Regions from separate parts of the Sus scrofa genome. Here region 2 is linked to region 1. The links are chromatin contacts, called in public HiChIP or PLAC-seq maps. All regions are on one chromosome and are shown on one strand. Each heading gives the region's core, a stretch centred on a gene start, on an enhancer-like site or on the middle of the called end of the contact. The rest is flanking DNA. Distances are from core to core; before and after follow the strand shown.

The links. HiChIP or PLAC-seq counts read pairs in DNA pulled down with a chosen protein or histone mark.
Region 2: a contact with region 1 is called in an H3K27ac HiChIP or PLAC-seq map of alveolar macrophages. The contact joins the promoter of TMEM170A here to the promoter of KARS in region 1. A contact is called at or near these places in 2 of 2 datasets of contacts at active chromatin or transcription factors (alveolar macrophages and skeletal muscle).

Annotation. Positions count from the first base shown.
Region 1 is chr6:12,053,673-12,061,610 of Sscrofa11.1, reverse strand. KARS (lysine--tRNA ligase) reads right to left here and starts at 4,136. Exons shown (of 14, transcript XM_003126856.3): 1 at 3,980-4,136. The coding sequence starts at 4,041. TERF2IP (telomeric repeat-binding factor 2-interacting protein 1) reads left to right here and starts at 4,160. Exons shown (of 3, transcript XM_003126857.3): 1 at 4,160-4,947. The coding sequence starts at 4,269.
Region 2 is chr6:12,192,170-12,200,107 of Sscrofa11.1, reverse strand. It overlaps TMEM170A (transmembrane protein 170A), which reads right to left and starts at 4,985. Exons shown (of 3, transcript XM_013998173.2): 1 at 4,693-4,985. The coding sequence starts at 4,825.

The sequences.
Region 1 (7,938 bases), core at 2,887-5,386:
GTTTATATTCAGAACAGGAAAAAAAGGTTTTCCAGCAAATCGGCAAGAACAGCTTGAGAAAAGCCTATTAGGTTTGGAAGCTCCCTGAGGGCGAGGACTGAATCTTAGCTGTCTGATAACCTCCGCACAGACCCCCCAGGGTGAAAAGGCAACATCTCGAGCTTTGTCTTCTCTCCCCTCCCCCAGGGAGTGGGTTGGTCTGGGGTCGGCTGAGGGAGAGGTGGCTCTTCTGAGTTCAGAGAAGACACTCCACTGCCAGTCTCTCCCTCAGCATCGATCCGTGCGTGGACAGTGGCCCTCAGCAATGGCCTCACCTCCGTCAAGCCTGACTTGGACAACAAACTGGATGCAAAAGCATACGAAGCAGCAGGGAATAGGGGATAATATACCATCTTTGGACTCAGACTATTTGGGCACTAAAAGCTGACACACGCACCTACCAATTACGTGACCTTGGGCAAGTGACTTAATTTCTCCCCATCTGAGAAACAGTAAGACACTCTTCTCCCCAGAAGTTGGTGTGAGGACTGAGATGAGTACGTAGAAGATCCTGCTCCTCACATTTTAGGAAGCACGCAAATGTGACCATTCTAGGTGTCTCTCACTATGTTGACCCTTCACTCTCCACCTCCACCAGGAAAGAAACTTAACGGATGTGGATACATTTCTGGTCAAATCTCTCACTATCCAAACTCTTGATACTTGTCACCCGAGACTCAAAAACTCAAGCGATGTGTACAACTTGGTTTAAGTGACTTGAAATCTTGCGATCTAAATCCAGAAACCAAATTTGGATAGAGAGGGATACCCTCATTATTCAAATAGAATTGATCATTCTTCCAAGTCACCAGTGTTAACTGAATGAGTAGTTAATAATAATGAACCATGGCAAAGGATCCTTAGTCATGCATGGCTGCATTTCGTTTGGTGTCAGGGCACATTGTTAACTATGATTTTAGAAAAGCTCAATTAATAAAAACTTAACTGGAGATTTGAAGTGATTATCTTTTCAGTAAGAAATCTGACTCAGAGGGACTTAAAGTAGGTGCCTCTGTCTGGAGAGAAACTATTTTGTAGCAGATGTGCAGCCACCTTTCCAGAACAGTGTGCTGGGCTTAGGTGCTGTATTGCAGTCAGGGGGCACCTAAGCCTATCTGGTTCTTCCTGGAGTTAACATAATAAATCCGCTTTCTAGTCAACCAGGTGTTGCTCTTTAAATCATCAAAACAACCATAAAAAGGTCCTAGGGATGAGAACTAAGACTAGAAACCAAATTAATCTCAGGAGCAAATTCCAGAAAGACAGAGAAGGGAAAATAACCTGCATTAGAAATTCTTTATTCATACTAAGGTTTTGTTTTCAGCACTGTTTTACAATAAGACCTAAAAGTCATCTCAAGACCCCAAGGAGTGAGACTCTGAATTTATTAAAGAGAAAAGGAGAAAAGACTATTGGTTTTGGTGGGTAGCAGGGCTGTTTCCTTAGCAACAAATCTAAGGACTCAACCAGAAGCTTAACAGATAAGAGACTAAGTAAGGGAAGGATTTTTGCTCCCAGAGCAATAAAGAAGGTAATTGGCACCAACCTTCTTTTATCAGAAAGTGGCTTGTCCTTGTGAATCGTTGTGAAAGGGGCAAGTTGATACAGGCGCAGCTCCCTCTGCCCCCACTGTGCCCAGGAGGTTTGGCGCAGGGACCCCCTAACCAGCCTTACAGCAGCTTGCGTCAACATGGTAGAATACCCTGGAACTAATGATTACCACCACCTAACAGGAAACACAGAGAGGTGGTGTCAGATGGACAGACAGTACACATACCCCCAAGGAGCACTCCTACTCTTAAGGGTTGGGTGGTGGTGGTGCGGGCGGAGGTTGCACAATCTTTTAATGTCCCATTTTCCATTCTACCCTCTCAACTGACAGCAACCTTCTAACACTGTGCTGCAACTCTAACTGATAACAGTCTTAGTCCCGGCTATGGTAAAAAGGTGCCTATCCGGGGACAAAAGTCAAAAGCAGGTAAATTAACAGTTTATGGGCAGAGATGATCACAACACTCTAGAAAATAGGAGACAAGCCCCTGACAGGTGGTTTCTCTCTTGGAGATTAAACACCTGGCCACAAAGATGGCAATGGGAAGCACATAAAATATCACCATCAACTGCAAACTCTGGACGAAGCTAAAAACAAACCACACAAAAGCAATTATGTCAAGGAGAAGACTTGTTTGGAGCTCTAGGAACAAGGAGGAAAGGAGAATTTCAGATGAGTCGTAGATTACATTATGTTTATACATTAACACTGGAAGGCAACAGAATGACAGGAACTATGTTCTTGATTTCATTAAAATAAATTTGGCCCTTCATTTAGGAATGAGTCACCTGGCAGGCAGCCATCTGTTTTTAAACTTGGAAAAAAAATAACTGACATACAGGGGTGTTCACTAAAGATTCAGATCAAGGAAATTCCAAGAACAATTAAGAAACAGAAGGAAATGTTAGTCATAAACTATTTCGGCCCATTAGAGAAATATACATCAATAGCAGATTCTTTTAGACACATGAGGAGGTATGATACAGTCAGGATAATGAGCACGGGCTGTAGAATTTGCAGACCTGATTTTAGATTATTTGCTCCAGAGCTTTGAATCCACGGCGGACAAAACTTTAGGCATGCAAATTTCAGCAACGTATATAATCACCAGAGCTTCAGTTTATTAAACTGAAAAATGGATATTAACACCTTCCTTGCAAGGTTATCACTGAGATTAGAGGAAAGTCTAACATTCTAGCACAGAGCCCAACACACAAAAAAAGATGCTTTAAAAAATGACTGCTGTAATTAATCTAAGAAGTCAGCAGAAAGGAACTGGCCAGTTTCCTCAGTTTACCCTAAAATTACACACTCAACTGGAGTTTTTACTTAGGAGGCATCTATGATTTATAACTCTAATATTCAATTACTGACGTAACGGGATCAAAGTTCAATCTTCCTCAAGGCAGAAGTTCAAGACCAGGTTCCAAACTTTTACAAAGATCTATTGGTCACTCTTCAAACAACGTTATTAGGGTGCCATCAAACCAAAAGCTTACATATTTCCTTTCTCATTTCCCTAGAATATGTGAAGCGTAAACCCAGAGACACAAAAGGAAACGTCAACTCTAACTGCCTGAATGCTAAAGCAGTCATTACATGCACTAAACTAACTTTTCTCCTTGCAACTGGAAGAGCACTGTATTTATGTACTAGACTTGGGAGTACTGAGGAAATAGTCACTCAATCATTGCTCATGTTTTATGAAGAACTTTGGTTGAGAAGGAGTGCAGTATTCAGAGAACAAAAGACACAGCCAGTGAAAAAGGCAGCTAATCTTTATTTATAAGTACTTTCATACTCCAGGGACTTGGGGTGATCACCAAAGATACATCCAGCAATGCTGAGTGCAGCTTGGTATATCCGGCTGACAGACCCTACTGCTGGACACTGGTGATTTATTCAATAATCACAGATCCTTTGAGTAACTCATACGGATAGGTGCACAACACAGTTGAAAAACTGATCTTTTTAATACTAAAGGTTCACAGTGGCTTTGGCTAGGCCAAGGACAATTTGAAGGTCTTTCTGAAAAACTAGGGTATTTAACATTCCTCCAATTTCCTTATTGGGGCGTGGCTCAATAATAACGCATTTCTCAAGGGGGAGCAAAGGGGAGAAGTAATTTTCCCTTTTCTCTGTCGCCTCTCAATTCTCCGCATACTCTCACTCCAGGAGTACGACGGGGAGGAAGGACGCGGTCAGCGCGGGCCCTCGGGCATCCTGGGGGATGTAGTTCAGGGCGCAGGGGCTACGTTCCTGCATGTGGGTACCCACGAGAGCCGGCAGGAAGGCCCCAAGCACAGCCGCTACGGCCGAAGCCTCGAGGTACTTCTTAGTCCAGACTCTCCGATCGCAAAGGTTTTAACGACCCGCATCGACACTTACTTTTTGCTCAGTTTCGGCTCCGCGCCGTCCACTTTAACTTCAGCCGCCTGTACCGCAGCCATCTTTCCCGAGGGCCGGACCTAAAGAGGATGAGACTCGTAGGGCGATTTTCAGGTCACGCTCGGAAGTCCCGCCTCTTCCGGGGAAAGGGGCGCCCACTGTTAACGCGCAGCTGTCGCGCAGGCGCATTTGGGGCCAGCAGCCGCGGCGTCTGGTACGTTACCTCAGGCAGTGGGGCTCCGTGCGCCAGACGCTCGTTAGGGGGCAGCTCTTCCGCTGCGCGTTCGCAATGGCGGAGGCAATGGATTTGGGCAAAGACCCCAATGGGCCTACCCATTCGTCGACTCTTTTCCTGAGGGAGGATGGCAGCTCCATGTCCTTCTACGTGCGTCCCAGTCCGGCGAAGCGCCGGCTCTCGACGCTCATCCTGCACGGCGGCGGCACCCTGTGCCGGGTGCAGGAGCCGGGGGCCGTGCTGCTGGCCCAGCCCGGGGAGGCGGCGGCCGAGGCCTCGGGCGACTTCATCTCCACGCAGTACATCCTGGACTGCGTGGAGCGCAACGAGAAGCTCGAGCTGGAGGCCTACCGGCTGGGCCCGGCTCCGGCGGACGACCAGGCCCCAGAGACGAAGCCCGGGGGGCAGGCCGGAGGCGGCGCCGCCGCCGCGGAGTCCGAGCCGCAGCCGCACGCGGGGCGGATCGGCTTCACGGACGCGGACGACGTGGCCATCTTGACCTACGTGAAGGAACATGCCCGCTCGCCCAGCTCGGTCACCGGCAATGCCTTGTGGAAAGCGATGGAGAAGAGCTCGCTCACCCAGCATTCGTGGCAGTCCCTGAAGGACCGCTACCTCAAGCGCCTACGGGGCCAGGAGCATAAGTACCTGCTGGGGGAGGCCCCCGTGAGCCCTTCCTCGCAGAAACTCAAGCGGAAAGCTGAGCAAGACCCCGAGGCTGCTGATAGCGGGGGTGAGGCCTGTCGCTGGCACCTGCGCGGCGTGGGGGCGGGGGCGTCGTTCCTGTCCCGAGGGGCGACCATGTTGTGTCTTTGGTAGCATCCCCCGCCCCGCCCCCCTGTGACATCCGGGTAAAACTAACACCATTTTCTGATCTTGAATTCACTTTTCCAATAGGTGGGATATTGACGGGGTTCGCTATTACAAAGGTACAAAAAGAGTATATGGAAAATTCTCCCCCTTTTCCTGCCCATTAGATACTCTCCCCCGCCCCCACCCCCCACCCTGCGAGGCACTGGGGAACCACCTTCTTGGGTATCTTTTCAGAGAGATTTCACAGACTCCTTTTTAAAAACAATTCTCCAGTGTTTAAGGAAATTCAGCATAAGCCCTGCCAGACCAGTTTATTGTAATGTCTTGGCTGAAACAGATGCATATTCACATAGAAGGTTCTCAGCAATTGGAAATGGTTTTTTAGTTTCGCTCAGGTGAGGTGAGTTTCTAAGGCAGTTGAGTTGAATGTTGGGACTCAGGTGTGGTTAGGATACAGCAAAGCTGGTCAGATGCTTCACTTCTGATATAAGGGATATTGACAGTTGAACCTGACCCTTTTGTTCAAAGAGGCATACTTCTTCCCCACTTCCCTATTCTTATGTGGCTGTTGCATCACAGGTGAGGTCTGGGGAGGTAAAAACTGTTCCTCTTGTTTTGGTTTCGGTAAAAGTGACATTTGAAATTCATTCAACAGATATTTGAGCTTGAGACACTTATCTTGCTGGGATAGAAACACTAAAACTCCCTGCTTAAAATGCTAGTTTAGTGAGTGCTATAGAGAAAAATAAATCTGAGTAAGGGCTGAAGAGGAGGTCGTTTTCTGCAGCGTGGGAAAGGAAGTTACCTATTTTAAACTGATACTTAAGCACAGACCAAAGGAAATGAAAGAGGTAGCCAGGTGATTACCTGAAGACGGGGTGTTCCAGGCTTAGAGAATGGTAACTGCAAAGGCCCTGAGGTGTGTACTTGTAGCAACAAGAGACCAGTGTGGCTGGGATGGAATAAAGCAAGAGAGAGAATTCTAGGAGAGCGGACAGGCTATGTGTAAAGGAGATCATGTAGGGCCCTGATTTTTAAATTAGTAGTATGGAGATGTCTAGTAGACCAGTCAGAACTTGGGACTAAGTAAGCTGAATTCTTTCTTTCTTTTTTTTTTTTTTTTTTTTTTTTGTCTTTTTAGGGTAGCATCTGTGGCATATGGAGGTTCCCAGGCTGAGCGTCAAACTGGAGCTGCAGCTGTTGGCCTACACCACAGCCACGGCAACATGGGACCGAGCTGCCTCTGTGACCTACAGCATAGCTTATGGTAAAACTGGGTCCTTAACCCGCCGAGTGAGGCCAGGGATCGAACCTGCATCTTCATGGATCCTAGTCTAGTTCATTAACCACTGAGCCATGAAGGGAACTCCTTTTTAATAGTAGCGTGTAGGTGGTCCTGAAACCAGGAAGACTAAGAAAAAATTTTTATGTATTTGATTATTTTAAATTTATAGCTTCTCATGATAAAGTCAGAGAGCAAACTGGAAAAATAGTACCAGTACATTGAAACAGAGTTTGTTTCCTTAATGTCCAAAGAGCTTGGAGAAGATAGTAAGTAAAAGAAAAACTGGTAGAAAAGTGGGCAAAGGAAATGAAACAGAAAGTTAGAAGAGGAAATAAATAAACGGCTACTAAACAAATGCAGAGATGTTGTTTAAATTAAAGGAAGTTAGACCCTGAGCAGAGGACCAGTACACAGACTGTCTGGACTTCTGACCCATGGAAACGTAAATGTGTGTGGTGGTGTTTTATAGAAAAGTAAATCAGAGCAAGGCAATGTCACATCTATTAGACTGGAAAATTAACAAAATGAGTAACATTCAGAGTTAATGATATGTATATGAAAACAAGTACACCCCTACATTGTTAATAGAAGGAAAACAGTACAGTTTCAATGGAGGAAATTTTGACACAATCTGACAACATTTAAAACACATGTTCGGAGTTCCTGTCGTGGCACAGTGGTTAACGAATCCGACTAGGAACCATGAGGTTGCGGGTTCGGTCCCTGGCCTTGCTCAGTGGGTTAATGATCCGGCGTTGCCGTGAGCTGTGGTGAGCTGTGGTGTAGGTCGCAGACACGGCTCAGATCCCGCGTTGCTGTGGCTCTGGCGTAGGCCGGTGGCTACAGCTCCGATTCAACCCCTAGCCTGGGAACCTCCATATGCCGCGGGAGCGGCCCAAGAAATAGCAACAACAGCAACAACAACAACAACAGACAAAAAGACAAAAGACAAAAAAAAAAAAAAAAAAAAAAACCACATGTTCCCCGTAAACCTAAACCGTGTATTGCTTCTAGGGATTTATCATACAGATAATACTCGTTTTTTTTTAACATGAAGAACTTTATTTATTTATTTTTTTGGGGTCTTTTCTTGGGCTGCACTCACGGCACATGGAAGTTCCCAGGTTAGGAGTCTAATCAGAGCTGTAGCCGCCGACCTAAGCCACAGCCATAGCAATGCCAGATCCGCGCCGCATCTGCGACTTAGACCACAGCTAACGGCAACACCGAATCCTTAACCCACTGAGCGAGGCCAGGGATCGAACCCGCAACCTCACGGTTCCTAGTCGGATTCCTTAACCACTGCACCACAATGGGAACTCCCCAATATACTCTTAAGTGTAAAAGAATACAGTAGTGAAAAGTCTCCCTGCTCCATGCCTCTCTCCTTGCTTCTTCTCCAGAGACAACCACAGTTTTTGTATGGTCTCCTACCTTCGTCCTTTTTGCTCACCATAACACCGCACTAGACAGCAGTTCTTCCTGCAGTTTGCTTTCTTTTTTTAACAGATCTTGAAGCTTTTGTGTGTTTGTTCATTGTTTGTCTCATTCTTGTTCGTTGCATGTTTCATTATGTGAGCCATATGTTGTTTCCACTTTTTATTATAGAAAATTTCAAACATTTCC
Region 2 (7,938 bases), core at 3,736-6,235, 140 kb before region 1:
GGCAGGAGCCTGAGAGTAAAGGGAACCAGTGAGCTTTTCCTGGCTGCCCTTCTCTCCTCTCGAACCATGACTTGCCCACCAGGGCTACCAACTATGGGCGGCCACCTCTCTGCTGTGGACACTGCCTAACTGCCCCTCCCTGCTGGTTTCTGGGGTGGCCCGCCTCACCCCAGAGGTCTCTTGGTCCCGTCCTGGCTAGATCTTGTCTGTCTCCATCTGGCCTCCCATCTACTCTGCACACAAAGCCAGAGCATCAGGGCTAAAGGGAACCACTGGGGTTTCTTACTGGGGTGATGAAAACATTCTAAAGCTGTTTTTTTATGATGGGGGCAGACTCTCAAAAATCATTAAACTCTATACTTAAAAAAAAAAAAAAAGTCACATCATCCCTCTTCTGCTCAAAACCCTCTACTATGGCTTTCTGGGATCTGATCTCACTCCCCCCCCACACTTTTCCACCCGATGCACTGGCTCCCCCCTCCCCCATGCTCCTCTCCCAACAGGTGCAGGGTGTGGTCATTTCCTTCAGATTTCAGCTCCCACAGAACCATCACAGAGGACTTCCTTCTGACCTTAATAAAACAGCATTCCACTGGACACACAAGCCCCACCACTTACTACCCCCCAGCCTTTCTCACACTCACCAGCGTCTGTTCCTTTCCATACTTTTTTGTTTTGCTTTTTTAGGGCCGCTCCCCACAGCATATGGAGGTTCCCAGGCTCGGGGTCAAATCGAAGCTGTAGCCGTGGACCTACACCACAGCCACAGCAACACCAGATCTAAGCCTCGTCTGCCACTTACATCAAGGCTCACGGCAGTGCCGGATCCTTAACCCACTGAGCGAGGCCAGGGATCAGACCTGCATCCTCAGGGATGCTAGTCAGATTTGTTTCTGCTGAGCCAGGATGGGAACTCCCCCTTTCCATACTTTTAAATGTTATTTGTTTTCCCTCTCCCCTTTAGAATGAAAGCTCTTTTGTTTACTAAAACATTTTTACTTGGTGTTTGGAAAACAGACACACAATGGCCGCCGAGTAAACACCTGCTGCTGGGATGAGTGAATGAGAAGTCCAGGTGTGACCTCGTCTTGATTCTGGCAATGGCAGAACCAAAACATTACTGAGCTTTTGTTTAGTTATCACAAGATATGCTCTGACATTGGAGGTATAGTTAAATTCGTATCTTCAGAAAGTGAACGTTATTGAATAGAAGAAAAAAAAATGTGCCTTTCTTGGCATTTGGATTTGTTAAAAATGACAACAAAAGAAATTTGAACAAGGAATAAGGAGGGTTAGGCAGAAACCTAAATTGCAAATGTAGGTTTAAAGAAAATCAATTCAAAGCTTCCTGACAAGGAGAAACCACAGAATATTTTAAAGCAATGATCTTGCCATATTGAGTTGGCATAAAATGCAAGTAAGCTTTTCTGTAGGGCCAAAATAGAAATGATTCCAGAATCAGGACAATGAATAAAATTCCCTGTCATTAGGCTTTGGTGCCTCAAAAAGGGTCACAGTTTATGTATCTTTTGTATCCATCATTCCAGCTGAAGAAGAGGCAGGGCAAGGAGGTAATGTGTTTGCCCATCATATTCCGATCAACGTGAGGTCAAGGGCTACAGCTCAAGCATATTTATACCTCAGGCCCAGAGCCTGAACTTGACCAAATGTATACTTGCTGAATGAATGATCCCTCGTGACTACCACGCCCAAGTTATATATCCAAAGAAGTACCCATAAACTCAAGTACATACTGCAGTGTAATATTTCAGAACAATTTCTGAAAGCAATTTGCGTAACTACAGATTCTGTACTAGGACATGTCAAAACTATCACCCCAGATCCACTTATCTCAATCTTTTCTTAAAGAAAGAAAAAGCAACCAAAAGCCAGACAGACTGAACAGAACAATGTTTCAAAGTATCAGCTCACATATGAGTTATTACAAAAAGATTTAGGCACTCTTATAGTGGAGAGATCGGATAACCACCACCTTCATCAAATGATTAAACCTAGCGTTATTACGAGCGCCCTCGTGGCGCAGTGCGTTAAGGATCTGGCCTTTTCACTGCAGGGGCTCGAGTAGCCACTGAGGTATAGCTTTGATCCCTGGCCCAGGAACTTGCACATGCCATGGGCGTGGCCAAAAAAGAAACAAGTAAATAAATACGTAATCCTAAAAGTACAAACCGATGCTAAATGTCTCCTGGGACTTCCTTTGTGGCTCAGTGGGCTAAGGATCTGGGGTTGTCACTGCTGTGGCTTGGGTTCAGTCCCTAGCCAGGGAACGTCTACATGCCATGGGAACAACAAAAAATAAAATAAATGTCTCCTGATGTGGTGCCCTGGGAAGTGGACATCACTGGTGCAAGTAGCATTTTGAAGAAAAATATTTAATCTATTATGAAAAAACAGCTAACTCGGATTGTGGGAAATTCCATGAAACAGGGCGCCCTGACTTCAAAAAGGCATTATTCAAACAACTGGGGAAATTTAAACAAGGCCTATATGTTAGATAATATTCTATCAATGTTAAATTTCTTGGATCTGTTGTGGGATTTTTTTGGCTATGGCAGAAAATATTTTCTTTTTTTTTCCTTTTTACAGCCACACCCCTGCAGCATATGGAAGTTCCCCGACCGGGGTGGAATCAGAGCTGTAGCTGTGGCCTACAACACAGCTTGAGACAGCACCAGATTTTTAACACACTGAGCAAGGCCAGGGGTTGAACCTGCTTCTTCACAGAGACAACATTGGGCCCTTAACCCACTAAGGCACAACAGGAACTCCAAAAATGTCTTCATTTTAAATGATACATGCTGAACCATTTGGCACCAAGTGCCATTACTTCCGTAACTTCCTTTCAAAAGGCTTCACAGGAGTTCCTGTTGTGGCACAGTGGAAACAAATCCAACTAGCATCCGTGAGGATGTGGGTTGGATCCCTGGCCTCGCTCAGTGAGTTGGGGATCCAGCGTTGCAGTGAGCTGTGGTGTAGGTCGCAGACATGGCTTGGATCAAGTTGCTGTGGTGTAGGCTGGCAGCTGCAGCTCCAATTCCACCCTAGCCTGGTAACCTCCATATGCCTCAGGTGCTGCCCTCCCACCCCAAAGGCTTCCTGTGGCAAAGAGGATTAAGGGTCTGGTATTGCTTTGGCTGTAGATCACAGCTGTGTATGAAATTCGATCCCTAGCCTGTGAACTTCCACATGCGATGGGCACAGCTGAAAAAGAAGGAAAAAGGGCTCCAGAGAAAGTAAAAATGTTATGTGTGGCATATGTATTTAGAGAGAAAGTAAAATAACCAAAATATTAATAATGAATCTAAGTAAAGGGTATAAAGGTATTTGTTCTATCATTTCAATTTCTCAGTAGATTTGAAAAATTTCCAAATAAAGAATTGGGGGAAAGTAAGGAAACATACAAAAACAGACCAATCTGGTCCAGTGGTGCCTCCACACTGCATGAACATTTTGGACAGTGTCTCCAGAATATTGTCTATTTCTGCTGTTACGGTCAAATGCGATCTTAGTGCCTTTGCTACCTTTTGCCAGATTACTTCAAGCTAACAGCTGCATCTGCCCCAGCATGGTTATTATTAACTCTTTCACAAAACCCGTCCGGGAAAATACTAGGCAGGTAATACACAGCAAGTCCCTGGTGTCCGCTGAATGGCGCCAGGCAGTCGCTGCCCGGTGGATGCGAAATCACAGGTGCCTTGTTCATCACTGCAGTTAGTAACCCAACCCTCCTTCCTCGGCAGCTCTCAGGCCGGTTCTCACATTGTTTGCTAAGTCAAGATAGCCATCAGCTCTGCTGGGGAGCCCAACCTCACCCTTCAGCCACGATGGTCTCAGTCTTCTTGCCTTGAAAGGGCCGACACAGAACGGTGCCCTCTCCTCAAAGGTTTTATTTTTAGCTTTCTCTACGATTTCCCCCTCCTCTCAGCTTTCTGAGCCCGATACCATTCTATCTCGATTTGCAATTTAAAAAAAAAATCCTGATGTCAGGCCCAGCAGACGCTCCAGTGGGAGTTAAGAGTCAGAAAGAAGCTGTGTCAAAGATCTCCAAAGCCCGAGTGGGAGACTGGCAACAGGTGATTCCTAGAAAGAGAAGCTGGTGGAGGGGATGGATTTGGATATAGGTGGGAGCGATCTGCAGACAACCTCTGGGCGCAGAGGGGTTGGGCTGGACTTGAAACAAACGGAGTCTGAGTTCGGATTTACGCCCCCGCCGCCCACCACAGGCCGGGACTACGCGGCGGCCGAGCTGCGAAAGCCGGGAGGCCAGCGCCGACGAAAGGGGCCCCCCCAGCAACCCCCGCCAAAAGCGGGGATGCCCGCCTCCCGTGCCCCAGACTAGGAGGGACGGCCGCCTACAGGGCTCCCCCGAGTTCCCGTCTGAACCTGGGGCGTTTGGAAACTCCGACGAGCACAATCAGTTCTGGAGGCGGCCGAACGCCCCTCACTGACGGGTCCACCCGCGGCCGCTCCCTTCAACCTGGCCCCCAGCGCGGGCTCGGGGTGTCCTGGCCTGAGGACCCAGCTCCCGACCGAGGAAGAGGAAACCTCCTTCCAGGACGAAGACACCCCCCAGCGGGCGGAACCGCGAGGACCCCGCCTGCGCCTAGGGGAAGGGGAGCCGGGCGGCCCCGGCGGGGCGCGCAGTGCGCAGGCGCGGGGCGGGGCCGGTACCTGGGAAGGAGCAGAGAGAAGTGGAGTTGGGGCACAGGGTCCCGTTGCCCACCCGCGGCACGAGCTTCAAGCTGAGGATCTGCTGCAGGAGCCCGGCTGAACCCCCGCTGCCGCCGCTCCCCTCGTGCTCCATCCCGCCGCCATTCACCGCAGAGAGATGGGGGAAAGCACTCGAAGTGCCGTGGCTCGCTCTCACTCCTGGCTTTCTCCGCACCTCCGCTGCCTCAGCGTCACCTTCGGCCTAGGCCCTCTTCCTCCCTCCCCAACGGCCCTGCCAAGTGATGGCCCCTCCCTCCAATCACAGGGCGCCGCGGATGGCAGGGGCGGGGCGAGAGTTGTTCCCACCCCTGACGTTGCGTTTGGCTCTCCAAGACCCAGCACCAACGAGCTACGCCCCCTACTGGGGAAGTCGTTTCTGCTCCACTGGGGCGCTCTGTGTTCTGCCCCCGCCTCTGCAGCGCCACCTATAGGAAAGTAAGGGGATTTAGATAAGGAGGGAGAGAGGTATACAGCCAGTTAAGACAGACATAGAGATAGGTGGAAGGATAAATAAATACGTAGATACATATGCATCTGGCAACGAGAATAAGATGATTCAGTAGCGGTGAAAGAAGCTGGAACATGATACCTTCAATATTTGGAAGGAAAATGATATTTTGGGAGAACTTCACTTTAAACTAAAAAGCACTGTATGCAGCATGAGGAATGTGGTCAATAATATTGTAATAACTGGGGACAGGTGGTTACTAGACTTACCGTGGTGATGATTTCATAATGTATGCAAATATCAAGTCACAATGTATCTACACCTGAAACTGACACAACTGTATTTCAATAAAAAACAATTCATTAATAAGCATTGTGGGGAGTTCCTGTTGTGGCTCAGTGGTTGACAAATCAGATTAGTATCCATAAAGACACAGTTTCCATCCGTGGCCTTGCTCAGTGGGTTAAGGATCAGGCGTTGCCGTGAGCTGTGGTGGAGGTCACAGACACAGCTCGGATCCGTTGTTGCTGTGGCTGTAGCACAGGCTGGCAGCTACAGCTCTGATTCAACCCGTAGCCTGGGAACCTCCATATGCCACTGGTGCAACCCTAAAAAGACAAAAAAAGAAGCATTGTGGGAGTTTTCTTGCGGTGCAGCAGGTTAAGGATCCAAGATTATCACTGCAACTGCTTGGATCACTGTTGTGGCACTGTTGGATCCATGGCCCGGGAACTTCCACATACCTTGGGCATGGCCAAAAATAAATAAATAAATAGCAGTGTACAAAATACATATTTTCCTTTTAATTCAAGAACATTAGCAATACTGTTTCAAGAACATTAGCAATACTGTTTATTAGAGTTCCCTCCTTTTTTTTTTTTTTTTTTTTTTGGAGGTGCTGGATCCTTAATCTGCTGAGCCACAAGGGAACTCCTAGTGTTCCCTCTTGAAAGCCTTCGTTTGGATACTTTTTTTTTGGGGGGGGCGCACTTGTGGCACATGGAGGTTCCCAGGCTAGGGGTCTAATCGGAGCTGTAGCTGCCAGCCTACACCACAGCCACAGCAAAGCAGGATCTGAGCCACGTCTGCAACCTACACCACAGCTCACACCAGTACCAGATCCTTAACCCACTGAGTGGGGCCAGGGATTGAACCTGAAACCTCATGGTTCCTAGTCAGATTTGTTACAGCTAAGCCACCACGGGAACTCCTGTTTTGGAAACTTTCTAATGCCAGTTCTCTAACACTGCAACTGGGCTTTTGCAGCAACTGAGAAGCTTTTCTGAAACAATAATAGTAAATATTTTTTAAAAAGTCATGAAAACAATGCTGTTTTTGGTACATTTCCCAGACTAGCAGAGTGTATAAGTGGAAGAAACCAATTATTTTAAGGTTATATAACAATCAATCATGTAGCCCATAAGGAAACATTCTTTTGAATTTAGAAATCTCAGATTGTTGAGAACTTTTATTTTTTATTTTTTTTTTTTTACTATGCCACAGCATGCAGAAGGTCCTGGGCCAGGGATCGAACCCACAGTAACCCGAGCCACAGCAGTGGCAACACCAGATCCTTAACCTACTGAGCCACCAGGGAATTAAACACACACACACACACACACACACACTGCTAATCCCCATGATTCTTCCCTTTTGAACTGGTTGGTGTTCAATCCGTACTGTGTATGGAATGAATGAATGGAAGTGAGGAAATTCAAGGACTGGGATCAGAACAGCACCAGAAATGCATGGCCAACCAGGTTCTCCAGACTTAACCCTGGGGAGAAAATACTCAGTTGCCACCGTGGGAAAATTCAAAGTCCAGGCTGTGGTGGTTGTTTCAGTCTGTGCTCTTGAAAGCCTCTCCCACTGCAGCAGCTTTCCTGCACCCTCCTGAGGCTACCAAGGCTTTTGCTCTAGTTTTGTTTTGTATTTTAAACACGTATATTCCTTAGAGCAGTTTTAGGCTTACAACAAAACTTAGAGAAGAGAGAGATTTCTCATATACTTTCTGCCTCTCCCTTCATCTCCCACCAGAAACGGTACATTTGCTACCAAGGATGAACCTACAACTGACACATCATAATCACACTAAGTCCCTAGTTTACCTTAGGGTTCACTCTTGGTGTTGCACATTCCATGGGTTTTGTCACTCATGACAAATAGCCATCCAAGCACCATGCCCTAAAAATCCTCTTTGCTCCATCTATTCATTCTTCGCCTCCCAAGCCCCAGGCCCTGGCAACCACTATTCTTTTTTTTTGTCTTTTTGCTATTTCTTTGGGCCACTCCTGCAGCATATAGAGGTTCCCAGGCTAGGGGTCGAATCAGAGTTGTAGCCACCGGCCTACGCCAGAGCCACAGCAATGCGGGATCCAAGCCGCATCTGCAACCTACACCACAGCTCACGGCAACGCCGGATCGTTAACCCACTGAGCAAGGGCAGGGACCGAACCCGCGACCTCATGGTTCCTAGTTGGATTCGTTAACCACTGTGCCACGACGGGAACTCCCCACTATTCTTTTTACCGTCTCCATAGTTTTGCCTTTTCCGGAATGTCACCTAGCTGGAATCATACTTTTTTATTTTTATTTGCTTTTTAGGGCCAAAACCGCAGCACGTGGAGGTTCTCAGGCTAGGGGTCCAGCTCGGCCTACCCCACAGCCACAGCAACACGGGATCCAAGCCTCATCTGCGACCTACACCACAGCTTACGGCAATGCTGGATCCTTAACCCACGCAGCGAGGCCAAGGATCG